Linked DNA regions of Mus musculus: regions 2 and 3 are each linked to region 1. A link is a contact called in public HiChIP or PLAC-seq data. All regions are on one chromosome and are shown on one strand. The core of a region is the stretch at or near the end of the contact, and the rest is flanking DNA. Distances in the headings are between cores, read along the strand shown.

Evidence for each region. HiChIP or PLAC-seq counts read pairs in DNA pulled down with a chosen protein or histone mark.
Region 2: an H3K27ac HiChIP or PLAC-seq map of extraembryonic endoderm stem cells shows a contact between it and region 1, with 7 times the contacts expected there. The contact joins two enhancer-like sites. A contact is called at or near these places in 1 of 39 promoter capture datasets (liver), 1 of 484 Hi-C or Micro-C datasets (extraembryonic endoderm stem cells), 4 of 115 datasets of contacts at active chromatin or transcription factors (bone marrow-derived macrophages, extraembryonic endoderm stem cells, forebrain and 1 more) and 1 of 9 other capture datasets (adipose tissue).
Region 3: a contact with region 1 is called in an H3K27ac HiChIP or PLAC-seq map of embryonic stem cells, with 2.9 times the contacts expected there. The contact joins two enhancer-like sites. A contact is called at or near these places in 1 of 39 promoter capture datasets (hippocampal neurons), 2 of 484 Hi-C or Micro-C datasets (embryonic stem cells and memory CD8 T cells), 7 of 115 datasets of contacts at active chromatin or transcription factors (embryonic basal ganglia, embryonic forebrain, embryonic stem cells and 2 more) and 1 of 9 other capture datasets (pancreatic islet).

What each region holds. Positions count from the first base shown.
Region 1 is chr9:40,782,515-40,786,674 of GRCm38.p6, forward strand. It overlaps Clmp (CXADR-like membrane protein), which reads left to right. Exons shown (of 7, transcript NM_133733.5): 7 at 1-2,805. The coding sequence ends at 96. Among named protein-coding and RNA genes, the nearest start is that of Hspa8, 17 kb to the right of the region's middle. Within about 2 kb of position 1,742, at least 171 of the 459 cell types and tissues checked have an H3K27ac peak or open chromatin away from gene starts, as enhancers often do. A contact at or near this core is called in embryonic basal ganglia, embryonic stem cells, extraembryonic endoderm stem cells and 1 more, where this site is marked.
Region 2 is chr9:41,171,279-41,175,438 of GRCm38.p6, forward strand. Gm35657 (a long non-coding RNA gene) reads left to right here. Exons shown (of 8, transcript XR_870644.1): 4 at 1,973-2,163; 5 at 2,664-2,713; 6 at 3,941-4,050. Among named protein-coding and RNA genes, the nearest start is that of Gm35657, 15 kb to the left of the region's middle. Within about 2 kb of position 2,098, at least 20 of the 459 cell types and tissues checked have an H3K27ac peak or open chromatin away from gene starts, as enhancers often do. A contact at or near this core is called in extraembryonic endoderm stem cells, where this site is marked.
Region 3 is chr9:40,395,402-40,399,561 of GRCm38.p6, forward strand. The region is part of intron 2 of Gramd1b (GRAM domain containing 1B); the gene reads right to left. Among named protein-coding and RNA genes, the nearest start is that of Gm51668, 19 kb to the right of the region's middle. Within about 2 kb of position 1,875, at least 137 of the 459 cell types and tissues checked have an H3K27ac peak or open chromatin away from gene starts, as enhancers often do. A contact at or near this core is called in embryonic basal ganglia, embryonic stem cells and forebrain, where this site is marked.

The DNA of each region.
Region 1 (4,160 bases), core at 492-2,991:
TCTGAACCAAAGAAAGTCCACCATACGACCCTGACCAAAGCAGAAACCACACTCAGCACAACGCCCAGCCAGAGCAAAGCCTTCCAAACTGTCTGACTTAGAGTGGACTTGACTTGCGCTTGCCCCAAAGTCAGGATCTTAGCCTAGTCACTGGAGCTCGTCCACCAGCCACGCAAGCCCCTCAGCCAGATACGATCTCACTTAAGTAGCTGCAGAAATGGCACGGACCAGTTCTGATGAGTACCCTCCTTATATAGGATACCAAACAAACACAAGGACGGAGGCTGACCATCTATCTCTAAAGGCACCTCACTGTGCCTTCAGACAGAGTGGAGGGGAGGAGGGGCCCAAGCTTATTTGGTGAAAATAAAGGGAAAGGTGAGGCTGCACACACCTGAAACATCTTACCTAGGATGTTGCAAGTCACCACAGTCAAGAAGAAGCGGGAATCTCGTAGATCAATTTTCTATTCATTTCTGCAAATTTATTGGATTAGTGTGATTATTCAGATAGTCAAAACAGAAGCCCACGCCTTATAATATACCTATCTGCAACATGTACTGGGAGAACTGCGTTTAAGAAATTCACATTAAAAAAAAAAAAAAAAGAAGGAAACACATTTTTTTTCTACTTTGACTTGACTTCTTGTGTCATAAGGTTTGAACGTTGGTTGGGGAGGATTTGCAATGTGGGAGACAGAGAAAAGGGACTTTTCTCTTACCTCATCAACAGCCAATCTTCCTATTTCCGTCGAACCCTAAAATAATAACTAAGGAGGGAGTCCAACCAAGATGGGACATGATTCTCTGAAGAGCTTTCCTTTTTGATATTCAGAGGCTTGACAACAGATATCAAGACGATTATCCCGGGGCAGTTGTGGCTCTTTATTCCAATTTGACTGACTCCCCTAAAGACTTCTCTGCTGGATGTTTCTAGGAGAAACAAATACTCACTACATGTCACTTAATGAATGTCCTTAGGGACAGTCCTCTAGAGAAAGTCTCTCAGGGATGTTGAAAGATCCCCTTGCATACCACTTCCTGCTCCTCTTTCTGGGAACAAGAGCAACCAGAATTTCAAGACTGCTTGGAATAGAGAGGGAGAGTAGACCTTTCTCTCAGTAGGTCAAAGGACATTTGATACTGGCCCAAAACTTGGCGATTCTTTCATTCTAGAAGGATGCAAATGTGGGACTTTTGATGATTCTAGGCCTTAAATTTTCAGCAATCATTTCCTAAAGGCACTGAAACCCAAACCCCTCCCATGGCCCTCTCCCCGCTGAGAGGTTGAACGGTATCCTCGCTGTCTTTCTTCTCAGCGGTAGACTCCAAGAGACTTGGAAGGAGTAAACTGCCATTAGGGAGTAGGTGGTGAGCAAAACAAGGGGTGGTGGGCGGTGGGAGTGGGTTCAGCTCAAGGCTGTTAACATTTTTGGCGTTGGCGCTTGGGAAGGAATTAGCAGAAAGGATTCACTACCAGCAAAAGTATCAAACAACTCACACAAGGAGAAGAAAGGTGTCTGAGAAATGTTTAAAAAAAAAAAAAAAAAAAAAGGCAGCCTTTCCAGGACAAGTAACTTGCCTTTTAGAAGGTTTTGAAGATTAGGGCACTTAAGGCACAGCTGCTAAACCTGAATGAGCCCTTCAAAGAACAAAGCAAAGTCAGCTGGTCGTGGTGGGTGGAGCGGAGCATTTCCTATTGTTGACCAGGGCAAAGGCTAGAGAAAAGCGGAAGTGCTGTGGCTGCTGAGATGAAGTGTTCTCTGGAGCAGGACTCGGATGCTTCCAGGAAAAGGTTGAGGCTCACCACTGCCCTGTGTCTCTGGCTTCTTATTCCTACGTTTAATTGGCATAAGAGCATCCTCACAGGATGTACACACATTTCCTTCTAAAGTGCCTGGGAAATGATGCTTGCGTTAAGTTGTTTGGGGTTCGTTTGGGTGGGCTTTGTGCATGCTAAAGTGACCGTCCTAACCTGAGTTTTGTCTTCCTTTTAAAGAGGTAGAAATAAGAGACATTGAGGAAACAACACAGGTGCCTGTCCATTTGAGAGAACCGGCATATTTGAATGCTTCTTATACTAACTCTTATCTCATTGTAAGATTTTTATTTTAAGCCCCTTACTCTGATTACACTTTATCCTTCTTGGAGGATGGTATCCAAGCAACATGTCTCTCCTGCTATATAATTCTGAGCGTTCTCATTCCTGGAGTCCCTGAGCCATGCAAGCTTACCATGAAGGCTGCAGCTGCGCTGTCAGGAGCAATTTTCTCACTGTTCCCTGCCTTTGAGCATCGGATTTCCTGCCTGTGCTTTGCAAGCAGGGATCAGTCCCCTTTGTCTGAAAAGGAAATTCCAATTCTTTAAACGTGTTGTTAGAAACCAATACCACTGAATATCCAAATTACTTTGGAAACTCTTTCCAATGGAAAACTGCATTAAAACACGCCAAACATTATACTGGGAGCTGAGAAATTCTGAGAGATAAGGCACTGAAGTCTTAGTAACGACAGAGCCTCAGCATCAGCCATTCGCGGTTAAATAAGACAGAGAATGAGCTGAAGATGGAGCAAAAGCCATGACTGGCTCCAAACCTTATTCCATTGACTTTGCAAACCAAGCCAGCTGAGTCTTTAATGTGAAACAAATAGAAAAGGAAAAAACAAAAACAAGCAAACAAACAAAAAACTGATGGGCAAAAGCAAAAAAAAAAAAAGTAATAATAAATGTTTGTAAGAAAATGCAGGAGGAGGAATGTGTATGTTTAAAGAATAACCGTTTCAATAAAATATATAAGCCAAACTGACATTTGTAAAATAGTAAGATTAATGTTTTTGTTGTCATCTTGTACACAAAGCATTTCAGAATTGCTGTTCCAAAAGGTATTTATGGTATGTTTCGTTTCTGGTACTATGCTGTTTGTGTGTCAGTCTGCTGTGTTGCCTTGTAAACCGGGTGGTACTTGTCACAAAAGCAGTTATTGATTGTAAGTCCATTTGTAACAGCAATGAGAAAATAAATAAGGGACGGTGGCACCCAAGGAGGAGCTGGGGCTATTTAACCTGCACAGGATATGTATGTATGCCTTGCTGCCAGAAGAACAGAACTCGGACCGTATATGATTAGTGATTGGTTTCAGTCACGAGTTTTATTTAATTCAGTTACCGGGGTCTAGTTAATCCCAAAGATGAGAGGAGAAAGACCACAGGCCCAAATCATCATGGTCAAGTTAATTACAGCAGACAAGTAATTAAAGCAGGCTGCCTCATCAGTATATGAAATCCTTTTTTTCTTCTCAAGGCAGAATGTTAAGCATAAGTGTCACAGAACTGGCTGCCCTGAGGGACTTTGAATAATTGTGAAGCAAGTATTTTGTGCCAAGACTAAGTACCAACAGAGAATCCTACACTGTGGGATCTGAAAAGAGAAGTGACTACTGAGAGTCACAGAATCTGCAAGTAACTTTTCAGAAGTCCACATAGATCTAACAGAAAAAGGTGACAGGCTGGTGGCCCGGGCCTGGAATCTTTGCGCTCAATAGGAAGCAGGAGTTCAAGTTCACCCAGTTTGGGATAGTGAAACCTGTTAACCTGTTTCAGAAAGAGAATAATGGTAGTTATCACTTACTGAAACATCATGTGACAGAGAGGATATCTTTTCTTTGAAGACAGGGTCTCATGTAGCCCAGGCTAGCCAAGTACTTACAGCTAAGGATCCCCCCCCCCCCCCCCCCCCGAGATCCTGACTCTTCTTACCTCCTAGAGTGTTGACATTACAAGCAAATTCCACTACGGTTAGCTTTTTTCTTTGTCTCCCCCTTCCAAGTCTAAATGCTCTATACATTTTGTCTCAACTTTGTACTCACATTAACTCTATGAAAAGATGTTTACAGGGGGCTGGAGAGAGGGCTCAGCAGTTAAGAGCACTGACTGCTCTTCCAAAGGTCTTGAGTTCAAATCCCAGCAACCACATGGTGGCTCACAACCATCCGTAATGAGATCAGACGCCCTCTTCTGGTGTGTCTGAAGACAGCTACAATGTACTTATTTATAATAATAATAAGTAAATTCTTGGGCCGGAACAAACAGGGACTGAGCGAGCAGGGCCGACCAGAGCAAGCAGAGGAACTAAATTCAGTTCCCAGCAACCACATGAAGGCTC
Region 2 (4,160 bases), core at 848-3,347, 390 kb after region 1:
TCACCAGCAAGTCTCAGTCTGTCTCACACTAGTAGGTACAGAGATGTTACCAATTTTCTTAAGAGATATTGTATCAGTTACACATTATTTCTGAAAAGTAATAGTCAAAATTAGTATATATTTAACCTCTCAATTATTTGCTGAGCTTACTGTTAGTTACTGTGTAACTAACTGGACTTTTAGGGCAAAAGCCTGGGTTTCCATAGCCCAAACAGGCTAAGTTTCACCACCCATCCATGTATAACACTTTCCTCTGAAATAGAAATGTTTCATCTTGCAGGGAAACTCCTTAAGCAGGAAGGTCAACAACTCAAAATTTTCAGGAAGTCCCTGAAACTGACCAGATTCACTAGGCCTCTATTAGCTCTAGTGTAAACAATAAAGGTCGAGCTGCAAAAACCTTAAGACCAATGCAGCTGCCTAGAAAAATTAGAAACCAGCAGAACTGCCTAACCCTTCCCCCACCCCCCTGAGGGTACTCCCCCACCCACACACCCACACACTCCCACCTCACAGCCCTGGTATTCCCCTACACTGGGACATCGAGCCTTCACAGGACTAAGGGCCTTTCCTCCCATTGATGCCAGATAAGGCCATCCTCTACTATTCATGCAGTTGGAGCCATGGGTCCCTCCATGTGTACTCTTTGGTTAGCTCCTTCATTGGGGTCCCCGTGCTCAGTCCAATGGTTGGCTGCCAGCATCCACATCTGTATTTGTCAGGTTCTGGCAGAGCCTCTCAAGAGACAGCTATATCAGGCTTCTGTCAGCAAGCACTTCTTGGCATCAGCAATAGTGTCTGGATTTGGTGTCTGTATATGGAATGGATCCCCAGGCGGGGCAGTCTCTGGATGGCCTTTCCTTCAGTCTCTGCCCCACACTTTGTCTTCATATTTCCTTTAGACAGGAGCAATTCTGGGTTAAAAATTTGGAGATGAGTGGGTGGCCCCATCCCCTGACCCCATCCCCTTGTCTAACCTCTGGATATGGTCTCTACAGGTTCTCCCTCCCTTTTGTTGGGTATTTCAGCTGATGGTAACTGCTGCAGCTATTTAAACAGGAATGTAATTTAAACTCCATAAACTTCAGTTTTTGCACAGGTTAAATAAAGATTTAAAGTATACCGTGTTAATAAATGATGGGGTTCAAAGTCGGTACAGAGCTCAGGATACAGAATAGTTTGCAGACATAAACATAGCAATGCCGAATAAGATCGTGTTAAACTGTGGTAATGCTAAAGGAGATGCTGGAGATAATGCCTGTAAATGGGAATGAGAGTGAAAAAGAGGACACTGGGGCGGGGCGGGGCGGGGTGGGGCGGGGCAGGGCAGGGCAGGGCAGGGCAGGGAAGCTGGTGATAAGAGGAAGACATTCAAACTGAGACCTGGTCACTCACTAGGAAGCACATTAGCTAGATAGAAATGACAAAGTTGCCCGACATAAAATGTAACAATTTTTTTTTTGTTGTTTGTTTCTTGAGACAGGGTTTCTCTGTATAGCCCTGGCTGTCCTGGAACTCACTGGCCTAGTTCACATTAGAGGGATACAAAGTTTAAAATGAAGCAGGAAATAAATTAAAACGTAGGCTTTACAGCCCTAGAAGAGGAAAGTTAGCATACAGCCCCATGTAAGTTGAAGAGAGGTATTCCAACCATGCACACAGTCTTTCACAGATGCAGTCTTCTGTTTCCAGGTCCATCCATCTGGCTTAGTGCCCCAGAGAGCCTGGTTCTCGGTTAGGAGTAACCCTGGTTTGCCCAGTGTTTTCCATGGATTGCATGTGTGTCCTACCACAGTGTTGGGAAGTTAGCCAGCCTTCCATGGATGAGAAAATTAGGAGTTGCCTTTCATGACACCTCACATCTGGCCTGATATATATTCTAGACCATTTTATGAGTACACTGTCAGGTAAGACATACTTTGAGGGCAAGGATGTCCGTTCATAAGAACTGAAACTACCATTGTTCTTCTAGGTATCTCTGCCTCTCTTCACTGCTACAAACAAACAGCAAACTGCAAACTCCTGGCAGTGCTGCTGGGATGAAGATTGAGAGGATACAGCCAGACTGGCTCTCTTCCCCACGAAAACATCTGGTATGAATCAGGCCTTGCAGGCCCCTAGAGACAGCAGCTCTCGAACCCAACCCAGCCTTATGGCTTAAGGGTAAGATAGATACAGTATCTAATCAAACTCACTTTAAGGAATTGACTTCCATTGTCAACCTGATACACAGCTGTGGGTATGTCTAATTGATGTAGGTGGGTCCTGTGGGTAGTACCATCCCTGGACTGTCCTGAGTTAGAGACAGAAGGTAGCTGAGCAAGCCAGAGAGAGAGCAAGCCATCAGCAGCAATTTGCCGTTGCTTTTTGCTTCAGTTCCCCACTTCAGGTTCTCATCTTGAGAGCCTGTCCTTGCTTCCCTCAAAGACCGACTGACTGACCTGTAAGATGTAGTAAACAGTTTCTTTCTCCAGGTTGTTTCTGGTCATGGCATTATCACAGCTACAGGGAAATAAGCTAGACCCAAGGGTGTAAAGTTGCCGACCACCGGTAATACTGCGGGTAGATGGGATGGAGTGCTAAAGAGGGGAAATGATTTAGGGACTGGTTTAACTGAGCTCAGGCCCCTCCAGCTGCTAATCTCTGTGTTTTCCTGTTCCCAGGCTTTGACACCTGGGGAAGATGACTCTTGCCTGTGAACAACAACTGCAGGGTGAGCTGGAACTGCTCTTGCAGGCATGATCTGTAAGGACGGGAAGTAAGAAAAGGTCTTGAAACTTCCAATCTCCTGGGCCCATCAGGAAGAACTCGGGATAGTCCAGACCCCACCCGGGAGCCATTTGTCCTTTGCTTCACCTTGAAGGAGTTAAAAAGCCTTCCTGTATTGAAGAGGCAGGGATGGAGGAGGGCCCAAGGAGGGGGAGAAGAGGGAGCATGGAGGAGGAGACAGGCTTGGGCCCCTGTAGCTCTTTCCTTTTGTTGCAGTGGGTTTGTGCTTGTAGGTCAAAGGCAGATGTGAAGTAGGAGAGGTGCGCTGTGGACTTAAGGACCGTAGCTGCTGGGGTTGGTGTGACGGTACCAGCCCATGGATACTCTGGAAGGATGGAACTCAGAGTTTAGGAGGAGGGAGCAGAAAAGCCTCGAGGGTGGGAAGATGAATAAGGTAGACCCTCTTCCTTTCCCATCAGGCCATTGTTCTGAACCCCAAGCCCGATCAGGGCTCACAGTTTGGTGACTGGCAATAGCCACTGGTTTGGGCATCTGGTCTGGCATTATTGCTCCCACACAGCATGGCCCTGGCCACTGTTCCTCAGCTTCTTCACCTGAAAAATAGAGATGGTGCTATGGAGGACAGAATGAGATGAACATGCCTTGCATACAGCTGTTAACACACAGGAAAGCTCTTCATAGAGAGAGAAGAGAAGCACGGTCTAGAAGGGAAGTGTTGTGGTACACCCTGTCCAGGGAGTTCACATAGACTAGGTGCTGTTTCAAGTCATCCCTGCAGGTTGGCTTGTCACCCGGAAGCCTTGGGAGAAGAGTGTTTCCATCCCTCAGTTTCCATACCTTCCCTCAAGGGGGGCTAAGATAAGAGGCAGGCAGAAATGGACGAAGGAAGGGACTGGCGTCTTTTCACACATCTCTGATTTAGCCTCTGCTGTCTTTTTCTTTGAGGCAATGGGTATGAAACCCAGGCTTTGCACACAATAGATAGGCACTCTACCCCTGTGTGCTTCCCCAGCCCTTTTGTTTTGAGACAGAACGTCTCTGTGAACTCACTGTCCTCCTGTCTCTGCCTCTGGTGCTGGGATCATGGGCATGTGCCACCTTGGCCGGCTATTCAGCCTAGCCCCGTCCTCATTACATTTTCCCGTCCTCAGTGGCCCAGGATCTCCCTGCTTTACTTAATTCAGCTCCTTTCTACTCTGCTCTGTTATAGATGGGCTGTGTAAGCGCAGACAAGAGAACAAAGAAGAAACAAGAGCTTCCCAAGCTTTTGGGTGCTGTATTGGTGATCACAGATTTGTCCCATGACTCTAATGTCAGAAGGTAATGAATATGTACTGTGCTATACACACACACACACACACACACACACACACACACACACACACACAGAGAGAGAGAGAGAGAGAGAGAGAGAGAGAGAGAGAGAGAGA
Region 3 (4,160 bases), core at 625-3,124, 390 kb before region 1:
GCCTGAAGATGCACTTTTCATCCCACCACAAACACCTGATACACGTGTTCTATGAGTTGAAAGTACCTGTTTTGTCTGTCTTACCTGAAATTGTGGGGAGCAGAAATGTTTCACATCTGAAAAGTATGTCAGATTTAGAGATATTTACATAGGTTTTCTCAGATGAACCGTTCTAATTCAAAATATTTTAAATGCTCCAAAATCCTCAACCAGTAATAGAATTTAGGTCGAGGAATAATAACAACAAATAATAATAACAAAACAAATTCTAATTTAATGCCAAGGAGATTGATTCATGCCTTTAATCCCAGTATTTAAGAGGCTGAGGCGATAGATAGATAGATAGATAGATAGATAGATAGATAGATAGATAGATAGATAGACAGATAGCTCACTCAGCAGGTAAAGGTTCTATCACATCTATTTCTGTAACTCTGATGAATTTTTTAATAAGTCCCATTCTATGATCATGGTTGAATCTACTGGGGGCGAGGGGGTAGGAAGAGGAGAGACCTTTCTCCTACTCAATGAGGGTACCCCCACTAGACTCCTTTACAAATCCAAGAGCATGGGGACTGTGCCACACCACAGATATCGCACTGTCCTCTTTACTCAGAAGCCTGACAAGTTCCCTCTGACTATCGTGTGGCCTTCAATCCTCTCTCTGTGCCTGGGCTGACAATCAAATGTGCAGACAGAAGGCAGAAAGCTGGTGCCTACCAAAGAGGACATTCTATTTCATCAAAATCGCACAGAGACCAATTCCTTGATAACTGGAGTCTGCCTAGTCTCTCCGATGACTCAATCCATCTACCTACTCAGTTCTTAAGGAACTATCACCAGGTAAGGAAGGTGGTATACACCTGTAATCCCTTGTGTACTCACAAGGCAGAGACAGGAGCAACTGCACACACTTTGAGCCTCGCTGATCTACATAGTGAGTTCCAGGCTAACTGGGGCTACTTGGCAAGCTCTGACTCAATAGATCAAACAACCAAAACCTGGCACACATCCCTGGAAGGTGAACTTGTGTCAGCAGTGTTGAGAGAGCATCAACAGAAGCCTAAGGCAGTTCAGGCCTTGAACCCACCAGCCTCAGACATAATGTAATTTGGTACAGAACAGACAACCTGCAATGGTTGGGGAGGTATATATTTCAGAGTACAAAGAATATTCTGAGAAAAAAAAAGAAACAAAAAAAACTATATATATATATATATATATATATAGGTCTTTTTTTTTTCAAGACAGAGTTCTCTGTATAGCCCTGGCTGTCCTAGAACTCACTTTGTAGCCCTGGCTGGCCTCGATCTCAGAAATCTGCCTGCCTCTGCCTCCCAAGTGCTAGGATTAAAAGCATGCACCACCACCGCCAGGCCAGAAAATGATATTTAAAAGGGTAGAAACAGCTGCTGCAGGGGCCATTGGATTCATACCTCTTCTACTTAGCAAAAAGGACGTGAGAGATTCCTTATGAAATAACCCTCCAGCCTATACGCTTGCTTTTGAAACTAGAGACCTGAGGCTCCCTGTTCTCCAACCCATTTCACTTCGCCTAATAAGTTAGCGAAGGGGCAAGAGAGAAACACTCCTTTACAATATTCTCTGTCTGGGGCAATTATTCATACTAATCACTCTACCTTAGGTAGCTGCTTAATCACTGCACTTAAGCACCAAGTTAAGGAGAGGAAGTGATAAAGACCCAGAAGGCTTTGAGAAGGTCAGGTTTTGACAGCCGAGTGGAAGGTGATGTGAGAAATCCAGTCTCCAACTCCCTGAGCACAGATCTGAGGCAGAACACTGCACCTGCTTCTGCTAGAAGAGCCTTCATGGCAGCAGCAGCAGCAGCAGCCGCTTGGGAGGTTGGACTACAAGGAAGCCAGTGTGGTTGTTTCAAACCCTGGTCAGAGAAACTTCCCCAGCACTGCATTCTGGGAGTTGTAGTTCTGAGCAGCAGGCATTTGGCAGCCATGTTTGCACTGCTTTCAGAGTATACAACTGCATTTTGATTTCTGTACCAAGATTATAAATCTACAATCAGATGTCTTTTCTAAAAAGGTCAAATCCCTTCTCTCTAGCTTCTGGGTGCTGTGGGAAACTGAAAAGAAGGCAATGAGACTGGGAAAGACTCACAGAACTGTAAGGAACTTGAAAAAATGAGGAGTCTTAGCTCTCTAGTAGACTCTCTGGTTATAAAAGATGGGTTCTTTGGAAGGACAAACAGGAAGAGAGCAAGGGCAGCAGGCGTTCCCTTGCAAGTGTATATCTGCATGAGTGACTTTCTCATCCTTTGCTTGTTAGCCATCAACCTTCAGCAAAGCACTGAGCATAAGGAAAGGCTGAGACTTAAATTCTAACTCAACCATTCACCTCTGTGTAACATTGGGTAAATTGCTTGGCCTGACTGTGTCCCCATTTCCTTATCTATAAGTCAGGGATGTTACAAAACTAAAGCATTTGTAAAGCCAGAAAACACTGTAAAGGGCTTGGATTCGTGTCTGGCAAAGAAATACTAAGTCAGAGTTTGTGTCTGTGTTCATTTGTTATTCAATGGTAGTCTTCCCCTTTGCCAAGCAACCCCTCACCCCAGGGTGTACATTCCAAGTCTCTCCCAGAATTCACCATAAGGGCAGGTACGCAGCAGGGAAACCCAGAGCTGTTGATGAGGCTAAACAGAGACATGAAAGCAGTGCAGCAAACAAAAGAGTCAATAGAATAAGACTAGGAGAAAGAATGTGTACCAAGGATGCTACCGGGGAACATCAATGACGCTAGACACTAAGAGAAAGCTGGACCTGGGCTCAAACAGAAGGCCACACACGGCACGGGTCTATATTCCCATCACTCAGAAGGCCGAGATGGAATGGCGTGAGTTCAAGGCCAGCCAGGAGTGTGGAGGTGGAGGCAGAAGGATAAGATATTAAAAGACATCCTTGGCTACATAGTGAGTCAGAAGCCAGCCTGGGCTACATGAGACGACACCCCCCCCCAAAAAAAAAAACCCTAACACCGTAATCTACAAGGCAATCAGAAACGTGGACCCGGTTGAGCATGAAGGGAAAAGGAGAGCAAGTGACTAAAGGCAGGGTGGGAATGACCACGGGAGGATAAGATGGAGCACCAGAGAGCTGGGGACAGAGAGATGCTGTCTTGGGAAAAGCCAGAGATGTGAGAACCACCCCTGCACAGGTCAGGTTCAAATCAGACTTGCAAAAGTGAGCTGCTCTCTGGAGAAGTGGGGGCTTAGAGTGGAAGAAGTTTAGATGAGGAAGGAACAAGGGTAGTAGGAAGGGGCACAGTAGGAGATAAGATAAAATGATTGGTTTTAGGACACCCCCTGCCCGCCATCTTCCTGTTTGCTGTAAATGGTTAGTGGTTCCTGGGCTATGTACCAGGCAGATATTAAGAAAACAGAAGCTGTATGCCTAGGCTAGCTAGGCACAGTTCTATTAAATTAATTCATGTTTAGAACAGGGTCACTGGAGGCTGAGATGTTCTGTTCCTCTGATGTTTAGAGGTCTATGACAACTCGCATCAGAAGCTGTTGTGAAACGCATTAACTGGAACACTCCTGAGCCTGGGCAGGCATTCATGAAGTTAAGATCGCAGCCTAGGGACCTGCATATTAATCAAGCTCTTCTTCGCAGTCTCAGACACATACAGGGCCAAGAACCACAGCCTTGGCGATACAACAGAACACTCGCTATCCAGAGGGTGTGGACACTAACCCACTCATGTACAGGAAGGGTTACAGCTTAGATTTGTAAGTATATTCTTATTTTGTACTTAAAATCTCTCCATCACCATACAAACGACACACTGCGATTTTAGTACAGAAGGGCACAGCCACCATGCATTGGTAACACATATCAAATATGGCTTTGCAACCATGCTGATGTGATCTCCCCGGCCCCACCCCACCTCCCCACCCCCACCCCACTCCCAATACAATAACTGCAGTGCTTAGACAGGGTAAGCTGCAGAGAGCTGCTCTGAGCTTCCACTGTAAATCAGTAACTGAGAAGAGGAGTCTGTCCTTCAATTCCCCATCTCAGCCTTGGAGACCAAAGCAGAGTAGGACCAGCCTGATGTTGGAGTCTCTGTCATGAGTCCAAGTTGTTTCCCACCTACACTCCTTCTTTATTGTAACTGGTAGGAGG